Linked DNA regions of Sus scrofa: region 2 is linked to region 1. A link is a contact called in public HiChIP or PLAC-seq data. All regions are on one chromosome and are shown on one strand. The core of a region is the stretch at or near the end of the contact, and the rest is flanking DNA. Distances in the headings are between cores, read along the strand shown. Region 1 overlaps PTPA (serine/threonine-protein phosphatase 2A activator). Region 2 has its middle 130 kb from the start of NTMT1.

The links. HiChIP or PLAC-seq counts read pairs in DNA pulled down with a chosen protein or histone mark.
Region 2: an H3K27ac HiChIP or PLAC-seq map of alveolar macrophages shows a contact between it and region 1. The contact joins two enhancer-like sites. A contact is called at or near these places in 2 of 2 datasets of contacts at active chromatin or transcription factors (alveolar macrophages and skeletal muscle).

Annotation. Positions count from the first base shown.
Region 1 is chr1:269,422,025-269,426,037 of Sscrofa11.1, reverse strand. The region is part of intron 8 of PTPA (serine/threonine-protein phosphatase 2A activator); the gene reads right to left. Among named protein-coding and RNA genes, the nearest start is that of PTPA, 22 kb to the right of the region's middle. Within about 2 kb of position 1,832, at least 72 of the 83 cell types and tissues checked have an H3K27ac peak or open chromatin away from gene starts, as enhancers often do. A contact at or near this core is called in alveolar macrophages, where this site is marked.
Region 2 is chr1:269,685,004-269,689,237 of Sscrofa11.1, reverse strand. No RefSeq gene overlaps it. Among named protein-coding and RNA genes, the nearest start is that of NTMT1, 130 kb to the left of the region's middle. Within about 2 kb of position 2,462, at least 20 of the 83 cell types and tissues checked have an H3K27ac peak or open chromatin away from gene starts, as enhancers often do. A contact at or near this core is called in alveolar macrophages, where this site is marked.

The DNA of each region.
Region 1 (4,013 bases), core at 583-3,082:
CGCACGCACACATGCAAGATGCAAGCCCACGCATACACACGTACGCAAACACACATGGATACACACACGGATGAGCACACACTCACTCCTGGGGCCCAGGCTGCAGCATCTGCCTATGGGATGCGCACGCACATACACAGACATGCACCAGAGACACACACACAGACACGAACCAGAGACGGTCCCTCTGGCCTGCCACAGGCAGGGCTGGAAGAGCCAAGGGAGGGTGGGCTTGGGGGACGGCCCAGACCAAACCCAGGCCTCTGACTGCCCTCTGTGTGGCAGGGAGGGAGGAAGGAAGGGGGGCAGAGGTGGGCCAGAGGGCACCTGCTACAGATTCGGGAGGAAGGTCTGTATAGGGAGCCAGCCTAACCTGGCAGGAGAGCGGGGAGGGGACAGCAAGGGACAGGCGAGAGCAAAGATAGGTCCATTCCTGGCCCCTCCTCTCGGAAGAGAGACATTCTGCAGCGAGCCCAGTGGGTCCCCACGACATGAGAAAACCGCCGCTGAGACGGGGAACCCTCGGGGAATCCTCGGACAGCTCAAGGCCAGCACATCTGCTTTCACCAACCACAGCTCAAAGTCCCTCTCAACACCGCCCCACCCCGGCTGATAGGCAGCACTGAGGCTGGGGGCACGGGCTCAGCACCCTGAGCCCCAGGCTTCAGAAGAGAGAGTCCGAAAAGCAAAGAGGCCAAGCTGGCAAGAAAGCAGACTTGGACCTCGAGCAGGTGGAAGGTTCCAGAAGAGGCTGTGGGTGGAGGCAGGGCTGGGGAGAACTCTTTCAGGGAGAAAGGATGGGTCCCACACCGGCTCTCCAGGAGCTCAGGAGCACAAACGCCCCCCACCCTTCGGCTGCGGGCTGGCCTGCTAACCACTCCCGCAAGCCTCTCCCTTCTCCAGTAAAGGCAACTCTAAACAAAACTGTAAGATCCAAGTCAAGAGAGTTGCCGTTTTACCCTTGTCATCTCCCTCCCCTGGTCCAAGATCCCCAAAAGCCTGTCGCAACCCCCAAGCAGCTCAGTAGCAAAAACAAGCACTCCTTCCTCCAGCAGTGAGGCCACAGCTCTAGGCCCCCACGGGGCTTCTCCTGGGCCAGTCGGTCCCTTCACCCAGCATCTTTTCCCTCCTCTCTCTAAGGCTCCCTCCTCCAGGAAGGCAGCCAGGAGCCCCCAGCCCGTAGGGGCTTGGCCTTCTCAGGAGCTTTGTTCCCAAGGTCCCACTCGGTCAGGCTCCACCCCCCCCCGCCCCTTCCCGAGGCTCCAGCCCCATCTCGCACTCGCACACATCCGGGCCGCAGCCCTGAGAAGCTCAGGGGTCACTGGAGCTGTGGAACCAGTTTCACTCTGGACGGGGCCCTGTGTGCAAACCACCCAGGAGGCGTGCTGCCGGCTCTGTCGCAGCCGCAGCTCCAAGGCCTGTTCAGCAAGGGCTCCGAGGCCAAGGCCGGCCGAGGGACAGGCGGAAACCCGAGGTTCTGCTTGCTGGGCCAGCCTCGCCCACTAGGGGCACGGAGTGGGGAGCCTGCTGGCAGAGCCAGGGGAGGCCCGAGCTCCGGAGCCCCCCCATGGCCCCGGCCCCCTCCCTCCATGGCCAGAGCTGCTATTTCTCTCGAGGGACCCCCCCCCGCCGCCCCACCCCACTGCCGGCCTTCACGTCCCAAGGTCTCCCCCCAGTCCTTCAGAAGGAGCCTCTGCAACTCTGGAAAGGAAAACAGATGAGGGGGAAAAGGAATTGGGGTCGAGAAGACAAAAAAAATTAGCTCATTCTAGCCACAAAGGGAGAAGAGAAAGAGCGAGAACGAGCAAGCAAGCTGCAGTCCCGCAGTGACCCCAGGGGACTCGAGTGAGTCAGAGCAGCCATATTGAGCAGGAAATTACTCACAGACGCTGCGTTCCTGCCTCTCCACTCCCAGGAGAATCGGCCTTTTGTAAATGGTTCCTCTGTCAGTAACTGAGGGGGGATGGGACGGGGGGAGGCTCTACACAGCGCCTTCCTGTCAGCTCCTTCCCTTCCAGCTGAAATCTGATCCCTCCCTTCCCAAAACTCCAAATTTAGAAGCCAGATTGAAACTGAAATTCTTTTCCTGCCGGCCCTGGGCTCTTAAAGGCGCCAGGGCTGCATTTCCTGAGGCGGCAGAAGCCCTGCAAGGTGAGGTCCCTCGTGCGGGATGCTCAGGGCCACCGGGGCAGGTCCCAGGCTGGTTTCATTTCCAACTTTTTGTGGGTTTAACCCCCCAGCTGCACCAGCCCTAGTGATCCCTGGGTCTCCAGAGGCAACACTGCCCCCTGCCAGACCGGAGCGCACACAGCTCCGCGCAGGCCGCCAGCCAGGCCTCCTGAGTCCCAGCACCGGGCCTCGGGCCTCCCTCACCACCAACTAGAGCAACTGCAAAAAGCCTGGTCTGGGTAGTGAGGCCCAGACTCTGGAAAACTAGCATCATGGGTGCTGCCGTCAGGAACCACGCCAGCCGGCTCGAGGCTGGCCAGGTGGGTGAGAGGGGGCCCCCCGCCAGTCACCGCAGCTCAGCTCTGGGGGACTCCCTGCGAGCGCCCAATGTTTACCACCATGCCCAGGCACCAAGACCCAAAGTGCAAACCAGGCCTTGCAGAGAGGGTGCGGAACAACCAAGAACTCCAGGGCCTGCCGGCCTCCTCCCAGGTCAGGCCTCTCCATCAAGGGCTCCTACAACCTCCTCCCAGTTCGATGTGTCTTTAGCGCCACCTAGTGGCCACTGTGGGATTTCCTCTAGCAGAGGAACCGAAACCTAAACTTCCGGAAGGCTTTTGGGTTTTTAAACCAGCACGACGCAGCAAACAAAAATACAGAGTTTTAACCTGGAGTCAATTCCCATCCTCCCTGACCTCCGGCCTGCCCTTTCTCCTTGTGAGTCACTGACAGGGACCCAAGGGCTTGGCCAGCCACCAGGCGGAGCCAAAACACTCAGCCTCCCACCCCCAGCAAAGCCACCCCAGCTCCCCACCCTGCTCCGCGGGGTCTCCCTGGCTCCGCAGACCCTCCCATTCCCCTCTGGAGAGAGCAGCATGTGACTGGCTCTCAAGGCAGTGAGCCAGGCTGCCCCGGAGTCCTTCTGACCTTGGGCTGCTACAGTGCTGAAGGCAGCAGATCTCAGAATGAAGCGGTGGCCGCCCAGCCGTCAGGATGGGCTTCATTTGCTGACTTAGAAAAACATGTCATTCCCCTCTGGCCTCTGGAGTGTGGCGGAGGCCTGAGCCGAATGCTGACCAGGAGAGCCTGGAGCTACGGCTGCTTAACCAGGGAGCGCTCCCTCTTCAGGGGGCTCAGAATGGGCAGCCAAGAGAGCCGCCCCCACAGGCAGGGGTCTGCAAGTGTGCCAGGGACAGCACTGGGGCCAGCAGGACTGTGTGGGGGAGAACGGGAGCAAGACCCTCTCCAGGCGGCAGTCGTGGCACCCTTAGGAAGGTGGGGGAGGGCACCAGGCAGGGAGGATGAGAGGTCTTGCCACTTCCCAAAAGACAGGCCCAGGGAGCAGTGGGTCCCGACTTCCGCGCAGTCACCTGGTATGTGTGCTCAAATTCAGGTTCCTAGCTCTCACCCCCCAAGATTCTGATTCAGAAAGCTGAGGTGGGGCCCAAGAACACGCATTTTAACAAGCTGCCCAGGTGACCCTGAGGAAGCAGCCCAAGGCTGCACTGTGGGAGACCCACTTTAGCAGGACAACAGCACCCGGTTAACCACCCCTGCTGGGTAGGCTGGGGGTCCGGGCTGCTCACTTTCACTTCCAGGATTTCACTTGGCCCCTGTCCTCAGGATCTAAGAGAAGTTTGTCCCGTCCGCAGAAATCGTTCTGGTATTCGCTCCCGCCTCTCTGACTCCTGCAACGGTTCCATCCCACACATCCACACACACGCAGCTCCACACACCTTGTGGGCCCCATCTGCAAGATGCTGCCACCCTCCCACCCCCAGCAATACCCACCCACCCACCCTTCAGACCTGCAGCCTCGGTCACCACGTCCAGTTAAGGACCAA
Region 2 (4,234 bases), core at 1,213-3,712, 260 kb before region 1:
TCATCTATTCCATTTACCTTACCTCCCACCCGACCAGTTCACCCCCTGCCCACCCGTCTCTCCAACCATCCATCCGTCTGCCTAATTCACCAATCATCCCTTCCATCCATCCATCCATCCATCAATTCATCTACTCAGCCAGGCATCCCCCATCCATCCACCCATCTCCCTCCATTCACCCATCTCCATTCATTCATTCCCCCATCTATTCATCCATTCATTTATCTGCTCATCCAAATGCCCATTCATTCTTGCACATCCACCCAAAGAAGATTTCTTCAGCACAGGAGGGGCATAGCCAGCCCAGTTTTAGGGGATCCGGAAAGGCTTCCAGGAGGAAAACCATCCAAGCTGAGACATAAAGACTGGGTAGAAGCCATCCAGGTAAAACATGGAAGAGAGAGCGTTTTCCCAACCAGAAGGGAGGCGAGAGGCCAAGGAAACATCTCGCTGCGTCCTGGTTGTGAGGCAGAATGCTCACGCAGGTCCTCAGGGCAGGAGCCTGGGCTTGGATGCAGGCTTCCATGTGGCTATTGATTAACATTTGCGGCTTAGGGCTCCAGGGAGTAACATCTCCACAGGCCTTTTTCCTACAGGGAGTGTAGCTACGCCCAGACGGACCTTAGCCTCTAAGCCCCTGTGACACAGGCTACGGGAAGAGAAGGGCAAAGACACCTTGGGACTTACGGGACTTTTCCACCCCTAAGACCCCTATTGGACAAGGACTGTTGCAGGTAACTGGGCAAGGCCAATGGCAGAAAACCCACATCTTGCTGGATCTCACGTTGGTACCCCCCCATCTTTAAGGGATTAAAAAAAGAGAACAGGGGCCCTTCTCCCTCTTCCAGCTCTCCTGGGAGTGGTTTGCTTCCTCATATTAAAGACTTTGCTTGCTGGCTGCCTGTGTGTTCTCAGAGTTCATTCTTCGGCTCCAGAAACAAAAACCCAGATTCCAGGAACATCTTTCCTGCATCAGTTGGCGCTTAAGAGAGAGCGGTTTTCCAGAGGGCCAGGCAGAGGCCACCTCTGAAGCTGGGGTGGGTGGCAGGAGAAGGGCATGAGGCTGGGACACCTGGCCTGGCATTGAGCCAGGCACAGATTCGTGGGAAGGGAAGAGAAGGATCTGGAAGGTCAGTTGTGGTCTGCTGCTGTTTACCATTGACCCCTCCAAACAGCCCCCCCCCACTTCCTGCAGCCCTTCCCCAACCCCTCCATCCTCTAAAAGTCCCAGGGTCTCGTAGTTAGAGCCCCACAGCTCCACCCACATAGGCTTTCTCTTGATAAGTGTGAATTCTAGCTTCTCTGGGTCTTGGTGGCCTGCCCCATGGTACCTGGCCAAAGCGCCAAAGATATCTAAGAGAGAAAAAGAGATGAATCCTGTCCCCTTCCTCTTGGGAAACTTTTCCATGCACCTCATTATCCACTGCCAAAAGCCTTATCCCCTTCCCCTCTCCCCAGTGCTGCATGCATCCATCAGCCAGACCTGTCATTCCACCACTGCCGTCCCTTGAATCTTCTTTCCACCTGCTCAACCATCAGCCTGGATTAGAGGAGCAAGCCCTTGGCTGCTCCCTGAGCCCCAGGCTTGCCCTCCTTCAGGCCACACGCACGGTGGTGCAATGAGAGAGCTCTTTCTAAATCAGCAACTTGACCGCTCTGTTCTCCCACTTAAACCTTCCATGCCTTCTCCTTGTCCTCTGGATAAAGTCCCAAATTGCTGTCATTGCGTCTAAGACCCTTCCCAAGCCGGCGGGGCCAACTTCTCTGGGCTCCAGCTTCCTCCCTCTAAGATATGAAATCCATCATGTTCATTGCCATTCACACTGGGTCTCCAAAACCATGGTCCTGGCTCCAGTCACTTGCCTCGGACCGAAGCCTAGAAACATCCTGGGTCTTCAGCGCCCCCCTGCTCATCCTTGCACTTGACTCCACTTAGACCCTATGTTTTTGTCCCAAAGAGCCAGGGAGCTGGGCCACGTTCTCAATCCCCCGACCAACACCTGGTTAGCCCTCAGGTAAAAGAAAATATTGCTAAGAGCCACAAGAATAGGAAAGGTTACTCTCCAGACCCTCTCTCCCCAAATCTGACCATTTCCCTTGATTTGTGCCGTAAACCAAAGCCAACTGCTTGGCCTCTTCTCTGCCTACAAATCATTTTTTTACTGATTTTTCTGGTGACACAACATTTCCTTCCTGTCTTCGCATCCACAGGAAAGAGGAAGCCCTGGCTCTGACTCAGAACTGGATTCTAGCTGGAGGCGTCCTCTCCGTGGCCGGCTCCAGGGAAAGGGTTTATCTGTTTGTTCCTTGACCTTGAGACTGGGAGCTGGGCCGGAAAGGAGGAGAAAAGCTGGAGCTGCGGCCCCAGGACCCTGTGCTCTGCCCTGAGGGACCAGCCAGGTGACAGGACATTAGAAGAGAGGTAGGATGCGGGCCAGGTGGCAGGCACAGAGGTCCTGAGGAACAGGAAGCAGGCTGCCTCTTCTGCTCCAGCTCCTCCGAGGTCCCCGAGCTGCACTCTGTGCCTGTCCTTGTCCCAGATCCCCTTGGAAACTGAACAGAGCAGATATTCAGAGAGCTGGAAGGAGGAGCGAACCACCCAGGTAGGAACCCACTTCGCCATCCACCCCGGGGCCACCTGTGGCTGTTACAGACCCAGGGCTAGATGGAGGCAGCAGTCTAGGCAGCCTGGCCTCGTCCACGGCGAGCCCACAGACTAAGGAGAGTGGCACCTCCAGGGACAAGAAACAAAGGCATCTGGAGTTCCCTCGTGGCTCAGTGGATTAAGGATCTGGTGTTGTCACTGCCATGGTTCTGGTTACAGCTGTGGAGTGGGTTCCATCCCTCGTCTGGGAACTTCTGTATGCCACAGGAGTGGCCCAAAAAAGCACCTTTCTTAGAAAGGCTCATCTTCTTTTTAGTGCAAGACTGAAATGAACCCAAACGTGGAAAGATCACCTCCTACTGGCCAGGCTCCTTACCCTCAATGAGCTGACCATCTTTTCTCCAATTGAATTGGAGGTGCACTGAGTGAGAGTTGGAACCGTTTATTTCCTCCCACATTTTTACTGCGAAAGTAAGGCCTGCTTGTTATAGTGTAGACAATACAGACAAGCTCAATGAAGAGAGTAAGGCCACTTTAATCCTATCACTCAATGAGGGCCACTTCTGACATGTGGATGGCTTGGCTCCCCGTCTAGCATTTTCTCTTGGAGTCGTGCACACAGTGGACAGGTAAGCAGTGGTTTGTGTCTGACCATTTACCTGTTTGTTCATCACTCATTAATACCCAAAGTGCTCATTGAACCCAGAATAGGTCACGATTTGGTGATGTTTTCAATTCCTTGGGGGTAGAAAAAATATACAGAAACCTAGGCTGACGCTGGTGTAACCCTAATAAAAACTGAGGTTCCATGTAGCTGAGTCTCAGTGCTGAGTGACTCAATAGTCCAGGAGTCAAAAGTCATTGAAAATGGGAGTTCCTGTCGTGGCTCAGGGGTTAACGAATCCGACTAGGAACCATGAGGTTGTGGGTTCGATCCCTGGCCTCGCTCAGTGGGTTAAGAATCTGGCATTGCTGTGAGCTATGGTGTAGGTCGCAGATGCAGCTCGGATCCTGCGTTGCTGTGGCTCTGGCGTAGGCGGATGGCTACAACTCTGATTAGACCCCTAGCCTGGGAACTTCCATGTGCTGAAGGTGCGGCCCTGAAAAAAGACAAAAAAAAAAAAAGTCATTGAAAATGAGTTTTCTGAGTTCCCTGGTTCCCCAAAGAACTTCAAAGGGGTCTGATTCACTACCCTCGGCAAGAGTTCTCAGCAGTTCTTTTGTTCTTGCCCCAGTTCTCGCAACAGAAGCTCTGGAAGTTTGCACATGCGCAAACCCCTGAACCATTCTGACACCAACCTACGGACTTTTCAGCCGCTCTCTCTTCTCTCTCTTTTTTCTCAGATGCTTATGATCTGTACTCAACGGCCAAACCCTTCTCCATCCTTCCTCCAGACAGAGCGAGAGAGGTCGGATGCAGGTCCAGATGGTGGTTCCATCACTTATCCACTGTGGCCTTTGGCAAGCCACGTCATCCCGGGCAACCCAGAGTGCGGTCCGCAAGCTGATGCTGGTCCATGCCTTGTCTGATGACATAAGAGAGGCATAGAAGCAGATAACAATTTAGAGACATTCATAGCCGTTTGGCCCTGCCTACATCCAGTTGTGACTGTTCCGTCACCTCTGATA